Regions from separate parts of the Urocitellus parryii genome. Here region 2 is linked to region 1. Evidence: chromatin contacts called from public Hi-C data. All regions are on one chromosome and are shown on one strand. Each heading gives the region's core, a stretch centred on a gene start, on an enhancer-like site or on the middle of the called end of the contact. The rest is flanking DNA. Distances are from core to core; before and after follow the strand shown.

Evidence for each region. Hi-C and Micro-C count contacts between places; a contact is called where the count stands out from the background.
Region 2: a Hi-C map of liver shows a contact between it and region 1, with 8 times the contacts expected there. The contact joins the promoter of Ifit5 here to the promoter of Ch25h in region 1. A contact is called at or near these places in 2 of 2 Hi-C or Micro-C datasets (liver and muscle).

The regions. Positions count from the first base shown.
Region 1 is chr5:173,904,455-173,909,046 of mUroPar1.hap1, forward strand. Ch25h (cholesterol 25-hydroxylase) reads right to left here and starts at 2,268. Exons shown (of 1, transcript XM_026397008.2): 1 at 1,420-2,268. The coding sequence starts at 2,268. The coding sequence ends at 1,420.
Region 2 is chr5:174,143,660-174,148,887 of mUroPar1.hap1, forward strand. Ifit5 (interferon induced protein with tetratricopeptide repeats 5) reads left to right here and starts at 3,342. Exons shown (of 2, transcript XM_026415229.2): 1 at 3,342-3,412. The coding sequence starts at 3,408.

The DNA.
Region 1 (4,592 bases), core at 1,018-3,517:
TGCCATTCATTTAGAAGATTTCTCAGGAATCTCATTGGCAGATTGTGGAAATCTGGTCTTTAGATGGTTTTTTTTAACCTTTATATACAATGGTTCAGTTCACATATAATGAGTCAAGAATTACATGAAAAGTTACCCTTCTTTATGGATTTCTGTTTAAATTATCTTTGTTTTTAACTTTACCTTTTATGAATTATAGTTCAAATTAACATTAAAATAATTAAGCAGCATCAAGATGGGTTGCTTGATTGGTGACAGGTATGTGACCAGAAACAGGGACATTTGTTAACACAAGTAATCTGCTAGAACATCTGGAACACCATCTCCTTTTTACAGATGAGAAACCAAAGATCTCAAGGATCTTTTTTTAAGACAGAGCTCTGGTTTTGCAGTCTGCCTTAATCTAATAAAAGGAAAATGCAAAAATTTCAGATTGCACAGGCAATGTTTTGATGATTATTATAGCAATGCACTAGCTAAGGATGGGTTCCTGAAAAGAAGGGCTTACTCAAAATCCCTTGTTGGATGGATCAGCTACTCTAATGAATGTAATACACTACCAATTTTGCAAAGAAAAGCACTCTTCTAATGCTGTAAGTCCTTCTACACACCCAACTTGAAATAAATCAATGATTGCCCAGTGTTAATTGCTCTGTAAAACTTTATAGAGTAATTGTATTGTTTGCCTGCTGTGCAGAAATTTCCTGGAAAATATTCAGAATGAGTGTTTTTCTTTCTGTGAAATATCTAGATCAAAACAGAGAGCCCCCTTCTCCTACTTCCTTCTTTCTTCTAACCCCCTTCCCCACAAAACAGCCCCCCACACCAGGTTCCTCTCTAATGCTCTGAAGCATTAGTCATCCCAGCTCTCCCTTCCCTGTTTAGTTATTTTTCATCAAAATGTCAGTGAAACAGAAGCCAGTACTTATTTGATTTACTTATTTCTTTCTCACTTTTTAAGCACAAATGACATTTCTTTCAATATAAATATACAATTCTATTAAAAATACAAAAAAGTATTATAATCTTAAGTCACTGTCCAGCAGGTACATGTTTATGAATAGAGTCATAATTTAGATACTCCATAAAGATGCAACTTTATCCCAATTCTAAGACACTTTTAAGCATAAGTCCTTGTTCCATAAACAAATCCTTTTAGAGATGCTTTAAATATGCCTGTGATAACTGTCTAAATTTATGTCAGCAATCAAGGTTATTGAAGTGAGCTAGAATTTGACACCAAGAATACAATTGTATTATATACATATATTATATAAATTACTTTGTCAGATTGCAAAAATACATCAGATTTTGTCTATAACAGTTTTCATCAGTTAATAAGTTAAGTCTTTTTTTTAAAAAAAAAATAGCTCAGGTATATTTCTTCTGATTCGAGTGTGAAATGCAGAGCAGTCACGGTTAGGACGGGCACCCACCACAGCCACAATTCCACCAAGCTGGCAGAGGTGCAGGGCGAAAGGTACCCAGTAATTTGTCCCAGTGTGTGAAGTAAGGGGCAAAGTTGCAATTGAACTGAGAGTGATGCAGATCGTGATGCGCCACACCTCCATACCACCCGAAAGGCACTAGTCTGTGAGTGGACCACGGAAAGTCGTAGCCTGAGTGGTCCTCCACTGACAGCCAGATGTTGACCACATGGAAGATGAGGACGGTGAGCGGGTGGCACTTAAGGAGCTTGATGTTCACCAAGTCAAAGAAGCCCAAGGAAAACAACTCCCAGACGCTCATGTACTGCGTGGCCAGAGCGAACGAGGACGAGTTCTGGTGGTGCACCTTGTGAAAGGTGCGGTACAGCCAGGGCACTCTGTGGTGCAGCACGTGCCACACAAAGAATTCAGCGTCGAAGAGCAACAGGCAGAACACGATGTGGCTCACTAGCTCAAGCAGCTGGGGGGCTTCGGGTGGCAGGAGCTTGGGGCTGTGGGCCCAGTGTAGCAGCGTTAAGGGGAACACGAACACCACGTGCTGGTAGAGAGTCTGTCGCAGGCAGGGCAACAATTGCCGGGCTGACGGCGAAAAATCGGGATGAATCTTGTAGCGGCGCAGAGATGGAACCCAGGGGTTCAGGACGTCCAGCACCACGAAGGGGAGGCAGAAGCCCACATAGGTGATGACTGAGAAGAGGACCGGGAAGAAGGGCGACTGGATGAGGACCTCCCAGGTCTTCAGGCGGTCCCAGAGGGGCTGCAGGAATAGCTGGCTGGAGCTGCAAAGCACCTGGAGTTCGGAGTTGTTGTAGCAGCTCATGATGAAGCTGTGCCTGGCAGCTGCAGCCGCGCGACTTTTCTTAAGACTGGCGGCCCCGCCCTCAGTGATGTCAGCAGCCTTTTCACTTCTTTTCCAGGCTGCACGGAACTTGAATAAAGAACCCGCAGAGATGCTTAGTTGCTACAAATACACCCAAGCACAGCTGCCTCTAATGGCTTTTATACATGCATGTAAATCAGAAACTTTTAATATGCATGAAGAATTGTGTTCTCATTCATTTTTTTTTCAATTGGCATGCAACTTACACTCAACATAATGTACAAATCTAATCTACAGCGTTGAGTTTCCATGAATTTTTGGCCACTCAACTTGTATTTTTAATGCATATATAAAACTGCATATATGTTTCCATCAAGACGCAAGCATAACTTCATTTTAAAAGAAAAAGGAAAAAGGAAACTTAAGAGTCGTACCTTGCGCCGTCCGAGTCTTCTGTGTGCTCGCTCTATAACGGTCTACACAGCAGCGAAAGGCAAAAGAATTGCTATGTAGAGGGGACCTCGAATTCTTGGCTGTTCGCGGGTAACTGACGCTGGATATCATATAGGACACGTGGAGGGATGGGAAATTCCGTTGATTCCAGCGACTCCCGAAAGGAACTTTCCCTCCCGGCTCAACCCACCGTATGTATGCAGACTTGCCGGGAAGATTCTGAGCTCGCAAGTGCAGACACTCGTGGGGCCGCGTCCAGCGCATCCAAGACCAGGGACCGGGAGCAGGAAGCACAGCAGTCTAGAGCGAGGGCTGCGACTGCAAGCCTTCACTTGCGTTGGGAGGCGCGGGAGCAGGCGGTGGGGGGGGTGCTTGGTTTAACACCCAGAGCCTGCACAGATCGGGCTAAGATGCCATTGCATCTCAGTATGGGGCAGAAGTTATTGAAAAAGCGAACCACCTACTTTGATTTGCAAGGGAATTCTTTGCGAGATCCTGAAGCTTCCCGGGAAGGCTGCGGAAAGTACAGAGGATCCCTTACCTCCCCTGCTCTTCCATTGGCTGGATCCTCTGCACCAACTTTTCCGCAGCCCCGCATCTCCCTTCTCCAAATCACTCCGCGCCCAGAAAGCAAACTACCGATTCGTCTCTATCCCGTGGGTTTCTCAGCCACCAACTGGAGTCTCAGGGCCAGGAACTGAGCAGGAGGTCGGTACTAGGAGAGTTCTGGAGAGACTCTGGGAACAGTATAGAAACCAACCTTCGCGTTTAATTTAGGTGACTTACTCCAGACACAAGGGACCCCTAGTGGATAGAACTTTTGGACAAAAACCACTCCCCATTCCAGTTTTTCCTTCTTTTATCAATGTGTTTGGGGCCGAAGCTTGCATTTTCTTATCCGCCCGAAAGGGAAATAATAATAGCTGTCATCTTTGCAGCCTATTGTGAGTGTTTAATGGAAAAATAATAATGTCTACCATGTAACGTTTGCCTACTAGATGCTTGACATTGGCTAAGTGTTTTACTAGAAATGAGTTCATTCAATCCTCACGAGCTGGGCTCCCCCTCTTCCAAGAAGTAGGCAATATTATTTTTGTGGGTTTATAGCAGCAAAACCACAGCGCTAACATACAGTAAACACACAAAATAAGACACATATTAAATTTGTACTCTACATTTTACCTAAAGAATAATTGAGATGTTTGAAATTAAAATCAAGTAAGATTACAAAAAGAGAAATAAATATATATAAAGCCATTTGTTATGAGCAAATAATAAGTGGTATGAACATATAGACCAACAAACGAGCCTTAGATCTATAATATAGACAATTTATATATACATATGACAAAGAATAGGCCTTTTAATATATTTTTGTACAGAGGACATATATATTTATAATAGATCAATTCATAATTCAAAACCTTTCAAGAAGCACATATCTCAGAAATTCTACTGATGGAATATGGTGGTCCTTAGATACCCATTCTCTAGAGCCCCTAGACAGTAGACTCTGACTCTTCAGTAACCTTTTTTTTTTTTAAAGTTTGTTCTTTTGTTTTATTTTAAAGTCCAAAGTGCCCTTAAGACTATTATTATATCCTGCTTGCATTTTTTTGCCATTGATAGTCTCAGAAGCAGCTCTGAGTTTCTTGACAGCCAATACAAAAAGGAATGAGGACAGATTTTCTGATGCTGTTCTGAGGTCTAGATGGTAGCAGAAAACAAGTTGAAGGCAGGCCTCTGGCCTCCCTGCTGCCGGATTTCTTCCAATTAAATGCTGATAGACTCCTTCTCCATATACCCCTTCCCCATTCACTTCAAAGCCAATTTAGGAACTTTTCTCTTTTTTCATTCCATGGTCCTGCCCT
Region 2 (5,228 bases), core at 2,092-4,591, 240 kb after region 1:
AGTTACTTACTAATAATCTATTGATCTAAGTCAAGAAATATGAAAAGGATGTAAAACAATTTGAAAGCAGAGCTCACTGATGCAAAACAAATCTCCGGATTGCATAATATGTTGTTCAAAGTAGGTTGACCATTTCCAAGTAGCACACTTAGATAATGTCTTTTTGTTAACTCAACAGCACCTCTCTTTCTCATTCTTCTCAATTCTGGAAGAGGTATTTGCACTTCTGAGTGCTGAATAATACTACAGTGTGATACAGTCCGGATGTTTTCCAGAGAAAAACAACACATAGCAAATCCTGAAACATAGGTGCTCTTTTGTATTGAAAATACTACTGACAAACTTATACATGAGCACCTCTAGGCATTACCAAGAAGTCTGTTTAAGTTGGCAACTGAATTTTAGGAACTTATTACTTCCAAATAAATGACTGACAGATCCTCAGTTGGTACTCTCATTTAGATTGACTCCTGAGGTGCCCAAGCCCAGGCCTTTGCTAATTGCTTTCACTGTAGGATCCAGTCCATTGTGGACCACTCTAGCCACCAGTGTATTCCATTCTCATGAACTGCTTCGGGAATCAGTCTACCCTATAGCCTACTCCAACTAGTATTACCTTCTCTATTCATCCATTTTCTGTTACTATGACAAAATATTTGAGGCTAGGTAAGTTATAAAAAAAATAGATCTACTTAGCTCACAGTTTTGGAGGCTGAAAATTCAAATAGTATAGCATAGGCTCTAACAAGGTCATCCCCCCAAAAAAACTGTACCATGTCATGGTGTATGATATGATGGAGTGCACAGATAAGGAAGCAATCACACAGCCAGACAGGAAGTCAGAGAGGGAAGAGGGGTCATTTTTACAACCTCTCACTAGGCACTACCTCTTGAAGCTTCCACCACCTGTTAACATCACCACACTGGGGACATACTCACAAACCATATTCAAACTATAACCACCATCATCAGCCTGTGGCCACAGCTATGTGCCTTGCTCCAACTAGACCAAATGTGATGGCAACCACTTCCATCCTGAAGTTCCATGCTAAAGGACATACTCCTTGAAACCTCCACTTTTACTCAGGCCTCTTCCTCCTAAATATCAATATACGCCCAACATCTCTTGATCTGTATTCATTTTTCCTCTCTGACCTGAAGTCTGCCTCAGATCACTTGCAGGAGGTATAATTATTTTTAATTAGAAATACAAATGATGGTATTATTTACAGCAGGGATTCTCAACCCTGGTGGGGTGGGGGTAGTGAGAGGTGAGGATTTTGCTTCCCAGAGGGCTTTGACAAGGTCAGAAGGGTTTTGTTGTTGTTGCTTTGGGGGGGGGGGGGGGGCAGGAATCACAATTGTGGGGTACTTCTGCCATCTAGTGGATGAACACAAGAATGCTGCTTAAAGAGCCTAGAATGTACTGGACAGCTTCCCACAACAAAGAATTATCCAGCCCAAATGTTACTAGTGCCAAGTTTGAGAAAGTCTGACTTCATCTACTTCTTGGAAGTTATTGACAGTCAGTGTTTATTCTGAAGGACTACTTTGGGAATCCCTATTATGTTTGTTTCCCAAGCAGGTTTTACAACAGTTGTGTTTAATTTTCTGTTCCCCTTTTCTCCAGTTGTTGTATTTTACATGTTGATAAACATAATGTTCAAAAGACAATGAATTATTGATTCTCTCAAGATTTGCTCAGTTCAACAGTCTGTTTAAAAAAGATTGGTATTCAAACTCCATGTAGTAATTTCAGCATGTTCAACACACTCCCTCAACAGCCAGGTCTTTTTTTTTCAGTCCTGAAAATGTAGTCCTTTAACACTTTTTACAGATGATTTGTGTTTTTCTAAACAATGTAAGTAGATATCCGAGAATTTTTCCCTTTGACTTTTTTTTAACCACTGATGTTAGTTATGGTCATTTAAACTTCTATAAACAAAAACTATTTCTTAGCCCATACACAGCTAAGAAAAGGGAAGGAGAAGAAGTAGGAACACATAAGGGGAAGAAAATGACGGGTGTATGGGAAAACTTTTCAAACATCAGAGCTTTATCAAACTTTTCTATAATCTTGGCAAGATGGAAATTCTGGGTTTATTTTTCAATGCAAAATAAATCTGTGAGTACATTTTCTAAAATTTGGTTTCAGACTTCAGGTAAGCAGTACTCTAACTTACAGGCCTACCACGCCCATGTTCTCTCCCACCTAATTTCTGACCACAAAGTTCATGTTTGCCAAGTATATTCCCCCCTGAGGGCCTTTGCACCTACCTTTTTATCTACCTGGAATGCTTTTCTCCAGTCTCATATCCACAGTGCTCACTCCTTCATCCCCTTCAGATCTTTGTGCAATGACCATCTTCTCAGTGAAACCTTCGATTACCCCCATATTTATAAAACAATCTACACCCCCAACCCTCTCTTTGCTCGACTCTTCCCCATAGTACCAGCATTTAATAGGTTTTGCTTATTGTCTTTATCACCCCACACCAGAAACGAACTCCATGAAGGTATGGGCCTCATCTGTTTTATTTATTGCTATGTTGACAGTACTTTGAACCAAGTCTGGCTCTTAGGAGTTGTTCAATAAAATCTGTTCAATGAACGAACATCTGAATCCAATGAGCACAGAAATCTTAATGTATGGAAATTTGACACTTTCTGCTTAGGTCCCCAATTCAACCCCCACCCCTTATCTTCATTGGGACCTTATTGCACAAAGCGCCGCAGCAAGGGCACAGAAGTATAACACTCATACAACTGTGCGTGGAAATGTACACCTCTTTGTAAAGCCTAAAATGTATATGCATTTTGACAACAAACTTTTCCTGTTTTAAATATACCAAGTAAGAACAGCGGTGTACAGCGCTGCAGTGTGGCTGGTGGTATCAAAAGACAGGACCGGAAGCAGAGACTTCAGATTCACTTAGATGGTAGAGAGCTGGAGAGAGCATCGTTACCACAATTGCAACAAAAATAACGCTGAACAACCTCCTGATGCTTTTGCTTAAAATAATGATAGACAAAAATTGGACAGTTAACCGAGAGGCACATGAAATGCAGCAGGTCAGAGGCCCTGCTGCAAACCCAACTCAGAACGACCCTGCGCTCAGCAAAGGTTTTGCCGCGGCTGGTCCGCGCTCGCGTTAAGTTTCGGTTTCTGGAGCCGGTCTCGGCGCCCAGGGGGATCAGATTCGGTTTCCAGTTTTCTTTTCCCGTTCGGGTCCAGCCTTGAACAAAGACCTGCGCGCGGCCGAGTCCCCGCGCTGCCCACGCCAGGCGGGAAGCGCGCGCACGCGCACTCGCCTCCGGTCCGCCCGCCGCGACAGCCGAGGCGCCGGGTGCTGTGGAGCGAGCCCGAGGGCACCGCCGCCCAGGACGGCCCGCAGAGCCCCGCCGCCATGAGGTAAGGGCTTCCCCGCCTAGCTTCTCTCAAGTGCTGCGTCCGCCTGGGTTGGAAACCGTTGTCGCTCTCGTGTTCGTTCCCAGGGCAGCGCTGGGGCCCTTCCAGGGGACGCGCCCCCCTCGCGGGGCAGCCGGGCGTCTGTGTTTGGGACGCTCCCCGGAGTCCCGTCCCGGCAGGCGGCGTCCGAAGTCCGGCGGGCCGCGGAGATGGCCAAAAGGACGCTGCCCGGGAGTCCCGACCTCCTCCCGCGGGCTCTGAAAGCGGCCCGGGCAGGGCGGAGGGCAGGGCGACGGTCCCCGGGAGCCCGTCCCTTGCCGGGGTCTGCGGTCGGGACCGTCGCGGAGGGTGGCCAGGAGACGCCGGTTTCCTCCCGCGCTCTTCTCAGCCGCCGCCGTTGAGGCGGTGCGGCGCCGGCGGCCGTCGCCCCCGCTCGTCAGCGCCCACAGAGCCCTCCTTTCCTGCCCGGGAAGCCCCCGGGGCCGTGCCAGGCGGCGGCTGCGTGGCGCTGGTCACCTTCCCAGGCCGCCTTCCAGCTGCCGTGCCCTCCGCGTGGCACTCGCGGTTTCGCCGCAGCCTCCAGGCGTCACGTTTGCTTCCACTACCTTTTGCCTTTCCGTTATCCGGCTCTTGAATGCTACCCTTTCTTGGCGCTATCCTGGTACCACGGACGGATTGTTCGTGTTCCATCCAATCCGTTGTCTAAAGCGCTACAAGTTTGTTTTAACTATAAACATTAGTGGCATCCAGCTCTGGGGTCTGTGGAAAGGGTTAATTGCTTAGCACATAATAGTTGCACAATAAATGTTAAGTGTTACCATAATTATTGTCGTTATAACAAGTTAGGAAAAAAAAAGTTTAAGTGCCTCACTTCTAACATTTGTAAGAAAGGAAGAGGTAATCAGAAAAGGGCTTGAAGAAACTACCAGGAAGGGCTGGGGTTGTGGCTCAGTGATAGAGGGCTCACCTACCATGCGTGAGGCGTGAGGCACTGGGTTCGATCCTCAGCACCACATAAAAATAAAATAAAGATCTTGTGTCCACCTGTAATTAAAAATAAATATTAAAAAGAAAGAAACAACTAGGAAAATGGTATGCATTGCATTTTGTGCGGGATGGACTGGAAGAGGGTTGGCCCCACTGTGGTCGATGTCTCCCAACGACAAAATTTACCTAAAGTCAAATTGGTTTATCAGGTCTCATAGCCTCTCTACCAGTTTTCCAGAATCAAAGTTAAAAAATTAACCAGAGGGTGGCACACGCCTGCAATCCCAGAGGATCAAGAGTTCAAAGCCAGCCTCAGCAAAAAGCAGCTGCTAAGCAAAATAGGGTTGGGGATGTGGCTCAGTGGTCAAGTGCCCCTGAGTTCAATGCCTGCATACCCCACACCCATAAAATTAACCAGATGAAGTTTGAACAGTAGAACTTCTCATGGTGTCCAATTGAGCATCAGTTCCCCACCATCTGAGCAAAGCACTTTAGTGTCTCAGTGTCCCTTTTGAGATCTCACAGCTGCATTCCTAATATCTCTTCCTTGGTGGGACTGATTGAGATCTTATGAACAAAGGCAAGTGTTTATTTGACTCTACGATGGGCAGAAGACTAGTAAGGCCACATTGTCATGAATTTGGTTGTGCTGTAAGGACATGGTGCATCTTGTCATGCTTTTAGTGTAATTACACCAGAGAAGGAACAATTTCCAAGGTGCAGTCTTTACAGGTTTCCCAGTCTGACTCTCTGGGTCAAATGCAGTAGTCCAAGATCTATTCTCAAACCCAAACATAGAGCTAGAAAGCAAGCAAGGATATAAAACAAGTGG